Regions from separate parts of the Mus musculus genome. Here region 1 is linked to region 2. The links are chromatin contacts, called in public HiChIP or PLAC-seq maps. All regions are on one chromosome and are shown on one strand. Each heading gives the region's core, a stretch centred on a gene start, on an enhancer-like site or on the middle of the called end of the contact. The rest is flanking DNA. Distances are from core to core; before and after follow the strand shown. Region 1 holds the start of Alkbh8 (alkB homolog 8, tRNA methyltransferase). Region 2 holds the start of 4930433N12Rik (RIKEN cDNA 4930433N12 gene).

What was found. HiChIP or PLAC-seq counts read pairs in DNA pulled down with a chosen protein or histone mark.
Region 1: a contact with region 2 is called in an H3K4me3 HiChIP or PLAC-seq map of stem cell-derived neural progenitor cells, with 49 read pairs. The contact joins the promoter of Alkbh8 here to the promoter of 4930433N12Rik in region 2. A contact is called at or near these places in 2 of 484 Hi-C or Micro-C datasets (both in embryonic stem cells) and 5 of 115 datasets of contacts at active chromatin or transcription factors (embryonic stem cells and stem cell-derived neural progenitor cells).

The regions. Positions count from the first base shown.
Region 1 is chr9:3,333,765-3,337,873 of GRCm38.p6, forward strand. Alkbh8 (alkB homolog 8, tRNA methyltransferase) reads left to right here and starts at 1,467. Exons shown (of 12, transcript NM_026303.1): 1 at 1,467-1,486.
Region 2 is chr9:3,197,650-3,201,632 of GRCm38.p6, forward strand. 4930433N12Rik (RIKEN cDNA 4930433N12 gene) reads right to left here and starts at 2,164. Exons shown (of 5, transcript NR_027988.1): 1 at 1,888-2,164. It overlaps Gm31138 (predicted gene, 31138), which reads left to right and starts at 2,245. Exons shown (of 3, transcript NR_166724.1): 1 at 2,245-2,501; 2 at 3,205-3,371.

The DNA of each region.
Region 1 (4,109 bases), core at 217-2,716, 140 kb after region 2:
GTCTGAGTAGTGTAAACAGGATTAAATAAAGTCAAGAGTTAGAGAAAGCAACCACTTGACAAGAAATGACTATAGAATTATTGAGAAAAGAACCAAAGAGAGTAAGAGTATGTCAGAAGGATGGATAGAGAGACACACAGGAAGTAAGAAGGAAGAAAATTCAGTTTAAAAAAGATTTTTTTTAAGGTGGGCATTTTTTAAGGGGTATTCCTTCTGGGACATTGGCTGAGGAGGAAGGTCAACTGGGTACTTTCTCTGCCTCGCAGAGCTAGCAGGCTTTCTTCCCAGCATCTGGTTCCCAAGTCTTCATAGGAAAAATCAAACAACATGACTGCCCCAAGGTATGTTTTGAAGAGGAGGTTTATTGTAGATATGAGGGAGAGAATAGCCAGAAACATCTGGAAGTGTTTATACTGAACATGGCCAACAGACAGAGCTTGGCTTTGGGGGGTTGGGAGGGGGTAAGAGAGAAGAGAGGGATGCAAGTGTACCAAGAAAGAGCCAGGAGTAGAACCAGATAGGAGCCAATAGGCCAAGAGACCCAGTGTCCAAAATAGCTATGTTATATGGAGATCAATAAGTCGGGAAGGGAAGAAGCAGAAAGTTAGTCCCTGAGATGGAAAGGTTTAGGGGAAGGGGAGAGGTGAGCAGTGCTGGGAGGAGCAACAGGTACTGAGTAATGTTGCAGAGAGCTGCAAGTATTTGCATTGATGTTTTAGTAGGCACTTCAGTCAGTGATTTGTCCCTCTTTCTTTGAGGCCTAACAATGTGGAGTTGAGTAAATACTACAAATTAAAAACAATACTGTTACTGTTTTTTTGTCATGAGTCAATCTCATAATAGGGATATAATTATTGTCTTTAATTTTTCTGCCATTTAAACTTTACTTTGAAATATCTTTCCTGAAGTAGATCCAGTTTCTTCTGTTTTAGAGTTTCTACTCTTTCTGGTTTTTTAGATTATATTATAATTTACTCATTGCATTTCCTACCTCCAAACCCTCTCCTATACCCATCGTCCTTGCTCTTTCAAATTCATCACCTCTTTTATTATTAATTGTACATACATACATTAATACAAATTGTACAATGTTTCTTGTATTTAAGTGTTTTCAGGCTGATCATTCATTGTTGGATAAACAATTGGCGTGCTCTTCCCTGGAGAAAAGTATTTCTCTTGCTCTCAGAATTCCTTATTTGCATATTGTTCTTTGTGTAGGGTTTAGACGTTCTCGACTCTTTGCCTGACCACACAAACACAACCGTTTTCATTGTCTTTGTTCAGTTCAGTATAGGCAGTCACACTAGAGAGACTTTATGGGTGTGGCTTCTGATGTTCCCAGGAGACACAATTCACAGTAAACTTCCGTTTCTCCACCTCCATTTTCTCTGCAGTGTTCTAAGCCTGAGGTATAGGAGTTGTGCTGTAGATGTCAGTTGAGACTGAACTCTACAGCTCTGCATTTCGATTGGTGTGGTTTACACAGGTAAGTTCCCTTAAGACTACAGTTATTTGTGAGTATAAGATCAAATGTTTAGCATTTAGTAACGTGATAGTTGTAGGTCCTATTCCAACGATTACTATTCACCCAAATAAAGCAGCCAAATTTTCTGTTTCAAGCAGCAGTTTACAGACATTTGGCGGAGAAAGGGTCAACAAAGAATTTGAGTCCCGAAGGGGGTTGTGGTAGCCCCAGGGACTCATGGGAAATGTAGTACTATTGTCTGCAACATGGCGGCGTCCGGTTGAAAGGGTGTCAGAGCATAGGTGGTCAGGCTGCACCGGGGAAGGCTGGCGATTGACAAAGCAGCTGGGAGGTGAACATTTCTGGTGAGGAGAGAGAAAAGTGTACGCCACCTGATTGGGGCCTGGGGATATGGAGGATCGCAAATCCTGGCTTACTCCTTTCAGCTCCCTGTCTGCTCTGTCCTGACCAGCATGGGCCGACTCAGACCGCGAAGAGTGCAGTTTATGGGTTGGGGAGGTAAGGCCGTTGGGAACCCTGGTAGGATCTAATGTCCTTATGTTTGGCATATGATGGATGCCTAGCGGTGTCTGTATTAGCTGCCATAGGGGTTGAAGACCAACCCTTGCTTTTAGTCGTTTTTCAGCAAGCATCAATTCTGTGAAGCACGGATATGCAAGGCACTCTTGGCCCACATCTGCCTTATATTTTTTTCTTGATCAGTCCTTCTGCTTCTGGGGTCAAGTAGTGTCAGACTGTGGTTTTGATGATTTCGTTTAACGTTTGTCTCTAGCTGTTTAGCAGGTACCCAAGATTGTAGACGAGAGTTTCTGACTCCAACACATGCAGATAATTGGGATACTCACTCGGTGGGTGTTACGGAAATCGCTGAAGATGGCTGCCAAAATTAGAATTACGGAGTTTAATAGCTAAAATGGCAAATTCTGCTTAGGTTTATTTAAATATGTATATTTAATGAGTCGCTACTACATATCACATCCTGTTTAAGTGCTGTGTACTACCCGGTGAATAATACAGACAAAATCACTACTTCATGTACTTAACTTTCTATTCACTTACAGAAGATAACAAACAATGAGTGTAAGAAAAAATAGAGTGTGTAATTCAGAAACGGTAATTTTTTTCTAAGTCTTAATGTTTAACTCTGCTTTCTTTTTAAATAGATAATGTAATTTGGATAGCTTATTAATTCAAAAGACATGTATCACCTGCATGTGTATCTATATACCACCTACATGCCAGAAGAAGGAGTGAGATCTGGAACTGGAGTTGTGAATGGTTTGAATTACTATGTGGGTGCTAGGACTTGAACCCGGGTCCTCTGGAAGAGCAGCTAGTACATATAACCAGAGTCATCTCTCTAGCCACAGCTCTATTTTCTAACTCAGACACGGATACAGTACAGTTGGTACTTGGGGTACTATCCAACAAGATATATTGAGAGTTTACTAGTAGCAGAGCCTTTATTTCTTTGTTCTCGTCTTACCAACAGAGAATTTGCTCAGACTGAAGGCAACTGAACAACTAACTGCGATGGCTAGTATCCTATTTAATAGTGACCTTACTCCTGTCACATGCCAGGTGCATCCAAGCAGCTGTGCACTGACCCGATCCCTGTTCTTCACATCTGAGTAATCAGCCAAGGCCTATTGATCCTGTGGGAACTTTGTTCTCATCCTTGCCCTCCTCTCCTCCCCTCCCCTCCCCTCCCCTCCCCTCCCCTCTCCTTTCCTTTCCTTTCCTTCTATGCCTCCAGTAGAAACTAGGTTAACATTTCTGCTTGCTACAGGTGGATTAGTGCAGGTCTTCTCATTCTGAATTGTCCTATCATCATTTACAATTAACCTGCTTTACTGACTGTACCTCTTAACTTGTTTGCTAAGAAACTGAAGTAATGCCATTTTCCTACTGTCAAACTACTAGAGTTTTGACTGTGCCTTAGTTGGGTTTTTTTGTTGTTTTTTTGTTTTTTGTTTGTTTGTTTGTTTGTTTTTTGAGACAGGGTTTCTCTGTGTAGCCCTGGTTGTCCTGGAACTCACTCTGTAGACCAGGCTGGCCTCGAACCCAGAAATTCACTTGCCTCTGCCTCCCAAGTGCTGGGATTAAAGGCGTGCACCACCACACCGGGCTTGCCTTAGTTGTTTTGAAACATAATTTTATTTGTTTATTTTGTTTGTTTACTTTGAGGTATGCAGCTTTATTCTAGAGGGTCAGTAAACATATGCTACTCAAAAAATTTTATGCCAGCTGGATATGATGCTGCACATTTGTATTCCTAGCATACAAAGGCTGAGACAGGATAAACATTATGAGTTTGAGGTCACCTAGGTCTTCATAGTAAGAAACTGCCTGAATAAACAAAACATAAGCATATATTGGATATGTGGGTATATACCCACTTCAAAGGTAGATATCAGAAATGCAAGGTTATCCTCTGCCTTGTCACAATCTGGAGACCAGCCTGGGAGATACATGGCTCCCTCTTTCAAAACAAAACAACAAGAAAGTGGGGAGGGGGAACCCTTCAAATTATGTCTGTATTTCACTATTGTTGGACATTATCGTTTTTCCTTTTTCCTTTTTTTTGTTTCAATTATCTCTCTGAATACCTTCTTTTAAAATG
Region 2 (3,983 bases), core at 914-3,413:
CTTTCTTTCTTTCTTTCTTTCTTTCTTTCTTTCTTTCTTTCTTTCTTTCTTTCTTTCTTTCTTTGATACAGGGTCTCTCTATGTACTCCAGGTTGTACTGAAACTTACTATGTAGCCCAGGCTGGCCTATAACTCATAGAAATCCCTTTACCTTTGCCTCATGTGTTCTAGTATTAAAGATGAGCTCTAACATGCCCAATGATGCAACATTCTTACTGGACCAGTCAGGCCTGAAACACCCACATTTGACACAATGGGAAAAAAAGGATTATTATTCTAGTTATTATTAACTGTGAACTCGACACTGCCTAGAGGTATCAAAAAAAAGAAGAAAGAAAGAAAGAGAGAAAGAAAGAAAGAGAGAGAGAGAGAGAAAGAAAGGAAAAGAAAAGAAAAGAAAAAAAAAGAAAAAGAAAAAATGTCTCAACTGAGTAATGATCTGTATAAAATTGGCCCGTGTGCATGTATATGAGAGCTTGTCCTCATTATCTTAATTAATACAGAAGAGCTCAGCCCATAGTGGGTGTCATCATTCCCTGGGTTGAACAAGGAAGCTAACTGAGCACGGCTGGAACATCTTTCCTCCACGGGTCTTCCCTCCAGGTTCCTTCCTGCCCTAACTTCATTCAAACATGGATGTGACCCAGACATGTAAGCCAAACACACCCTTTCTTCCCTAGGCTGATGGTGGTCAGAGTGTTTTATCGCAGCAATAGAAAGGAAACTAGGACATGTATGTTTAAGAAGTTAGAATAAGGCAAAAGTGAAATAGGTTATTAGGTTTCTTTGCAAGTTTTTTTAACTTTTTGAGATAGAACTGACTTACTCTGTCTTTGAAGTAATTCTCCCATACCAAGTATAATATATAGCATATATTTAAATATACCCAGATAAACAAAATCAAAGTTCAAGAACAAGTTTTCAAGTACATCTGTTTTTCTTCAGAGCTGGGACTGAATCCAGGACCTCACTGATGGGGAGCCAGCACTCTGCCAACTTACAGTACCAGTAACAACAAAAAACCTTCCAGTCGTAAAAATGAAAAGATAAAAACAAAATATCAATTCTAGTGGAGGGTAGAACACATACTTCAAAGCAGAACATGATTATGATCAGCTGCTTCTAGCTGATAATTTTCAAAGTAGAAACTGGGGCCCAACAAATCTTTGAGTCTCCCATTCACCTACCTAGGGCACAGAGCGCCACCCACTGGGAGTTTCTGACTGAATTCAAAATCTCACTTTTAATATATACTTGAGGAGTTTAACACCAATGTTTGAAACTTTCAGGGATTTTACAACTCATCGACGTATAGTTATTTGTTCCTTGGACCCATACAGATCATTTTCAACATATCCAATCATCAGAACCATCCTAGCCTCAGCACAAACGTTAGGGCTTCCATATCTCTCTGCTTTTCCACTACCTCTCTGCAACATCCCATCATGCCTTCCATTCCCTCCCACCCTAGGTGAGTCTCGACCTGGGTGCTGAGAATAAAACCCAGGTCCTTTGCAAGAACAGGTGCTCTTAACCTCGGGGCCAAGTCTCCATCCGCCTCCCAAACTAGGATCTGCACCTTCCAAATCTCACTGAGGGATTTCAACTCTGACCCCCTGAGCCCGCGCGAGTTTCCGGAGCTCGGCTGGGTGGGTGGGAATGTGGTGCGCTGGGTAGGTATAGATCCCTTTGCTCAGCGCCTGCCCGGAGGGGTTGGGAAACAGCACCCACAGCTCCTCCCTTCCCTGCCATGGCCTAGAGCGACTAGCTTGGGCACTGGCCACAGAGTCTGGCAGTTCTAAACCTCACCCCAAGCTGACCACTGTACCCCGGGCTCCGCCTCTCACAGGTTGTTCAGTTTATCCCTCAGGTTGTTGCACCACTCACCAGCAACACAGTCTGCCCCCAGATTGGTGCCACAGGCCTGGGCTCAGCCTCTTGCCTGCCTAAGTTCCGCGCTTGTCCTGTTGCTCCACACTAGGACTCTGCCTCTCATGCTCCAAGCCCCTTCCTCAATCTATTTCCTCTACTCCTGGACTCCACTTTTTGCGCTCCTAAACCCGGTCCTCAGCCCAATTACTACAGACCCTGGCTCCGCCTTCATCATTTCTAAGTTCCGCCCTCATAACTGTTGCTCCCCTCTGGACTCCGCCTCTCGCGCAACAAGCCCCGCCCTCAGCCTATTTCTCCACTTCCGGGATCTGCCCTCTGGGCCCCTGAGCTCCGCCCTCAACCGCTGGCTTCACACCGAGGCCCCGCCTCCCACGTGCGGGCGCTCCTCTCCTAGAGCTCACTGGTCTTTCCAGAAGTCCTCAAGTTTCATGCGACCAGCAGTGAACTTTACTGGGTAGGGGTGGGAAGCCGGTGGCTCCGGACAGTCGTGATAACCCGGCACAGAAGCAGAGTCGCATTTCGGAGCGTCCACTCGTAACGCGGCTTCTCGCACACGGAGCCCGTAGTCCAGGGGAGAGGAGGCCAGGGAGGCCCTGGAGAGGTTGTAGGTACAGGATGATCGGCAGTGGAGACCCTGTCGGGCTCAGGAAGGCACTGTGAGCAGCAAGGAGCTGAACCCCTTTTCCCAGACAGTAGAGTCTCCCCTCCCCCTCGGGGACCTTTACCTGTCACCCCCTGAAGGATCGAACAGGGGTTGTCCACTAAATTGGCCTTAGGCACCATTTGTCTAGGGCAAGCTGGCTGGGCCTCAGAACTTAGTACTCTGGGCCATTGAGGTGTCCAGGGAGCACACTGAGCATCACTTTTGTGTAGGGATTGTGCCCAGGGCTGGGGCATGGGCGGGAGCTAATGTCCACAGGCAGTGCCAGCAATATGCCAAATGCACCAAGCACCAAGGCAAAGCCACAAGGCTGCAGATGACTTCTTTCAGGCAACTCAATTTTGTGCTAAACCTCAATAGACTTTCTTTTGTCAGGACCCTGCAAAGAGTAGAACACCAGCTATTCAAGGATGTAGATGAAAGTTACTCCCCAAAACCAAGAGTGGTGTAAATTATATTTAGTCCCTGTCTCCAAGGGTTTATAAAGATAATTTAAAATGCCTTTGAGATGACAAAAGTTAAGACTCATCATTTTACTTAGATTTGCATCCTACCGTTATAATTTTAGGCTCCCTCATAATCGTATTAGCATTTTACTCTCTCGGTACTATTTTTTCATTAATTCATCAATTTCATTTCATCCTGGCTAGGTTCTTTCATCATTTCCTTCCCAGCATGCACTTGTACATGCTGTACACTCCACTCTCTTCATTACCACAACAGGACTACAAAATCTTTAGAGGATGAACAGCCAAACAAGGTGACTTACCGCCTGCCAGGAGAGCTTATTAAAGGATTTCATTTCTTGGGCATCCAGGTAACTTATTCACAAAAACTCATTTTTTTTTATTTCAATTATATGTGTATTGGTGTTATGACATATATATGTATGTATAAACCCTTGGAACCCTTGAAACAGGAGTTACAGACATGAGCTGCCGTGTGGGTGCTGGGAATTGAACCAGGTCTCTGGAAAAACAACTACTGCTCTTGAGTCATCTCTCCAGACCCTAGAATATTTATCAAAACATTTCTCATCTGTGCCTTAAAGGCTCATAGAACTGTAACTTTTAAGTGTATCTTAAAGGGCATTTTTTTTCCTGCAAGAAAGGATTATTGCATAAGGAAATCCATAGTGTGAAGATAATTAAAATATTTTTAATTTATACAAAAGTTTCATCTGTATGAAAGTTTTTCTTTACTGCATTGTAGTAGTCAAGAGGTTCTGGAGAGTTTCAGATTTTCAAGATTAGGGACATTTAATCGTTTGTTTTGTTTTTTTGTTTTCTTTGAAATTTTTGGTAGGTTTACTTTCTATTACTTTCACATCTGGGGGTGGGGGGTGTCTCAATATTTTGCCTGTACCTGTCTCTAACTCCAAGGCACAAGCAATTCTCCTGCCCCCATCATATGCTGGAATTACAGGATT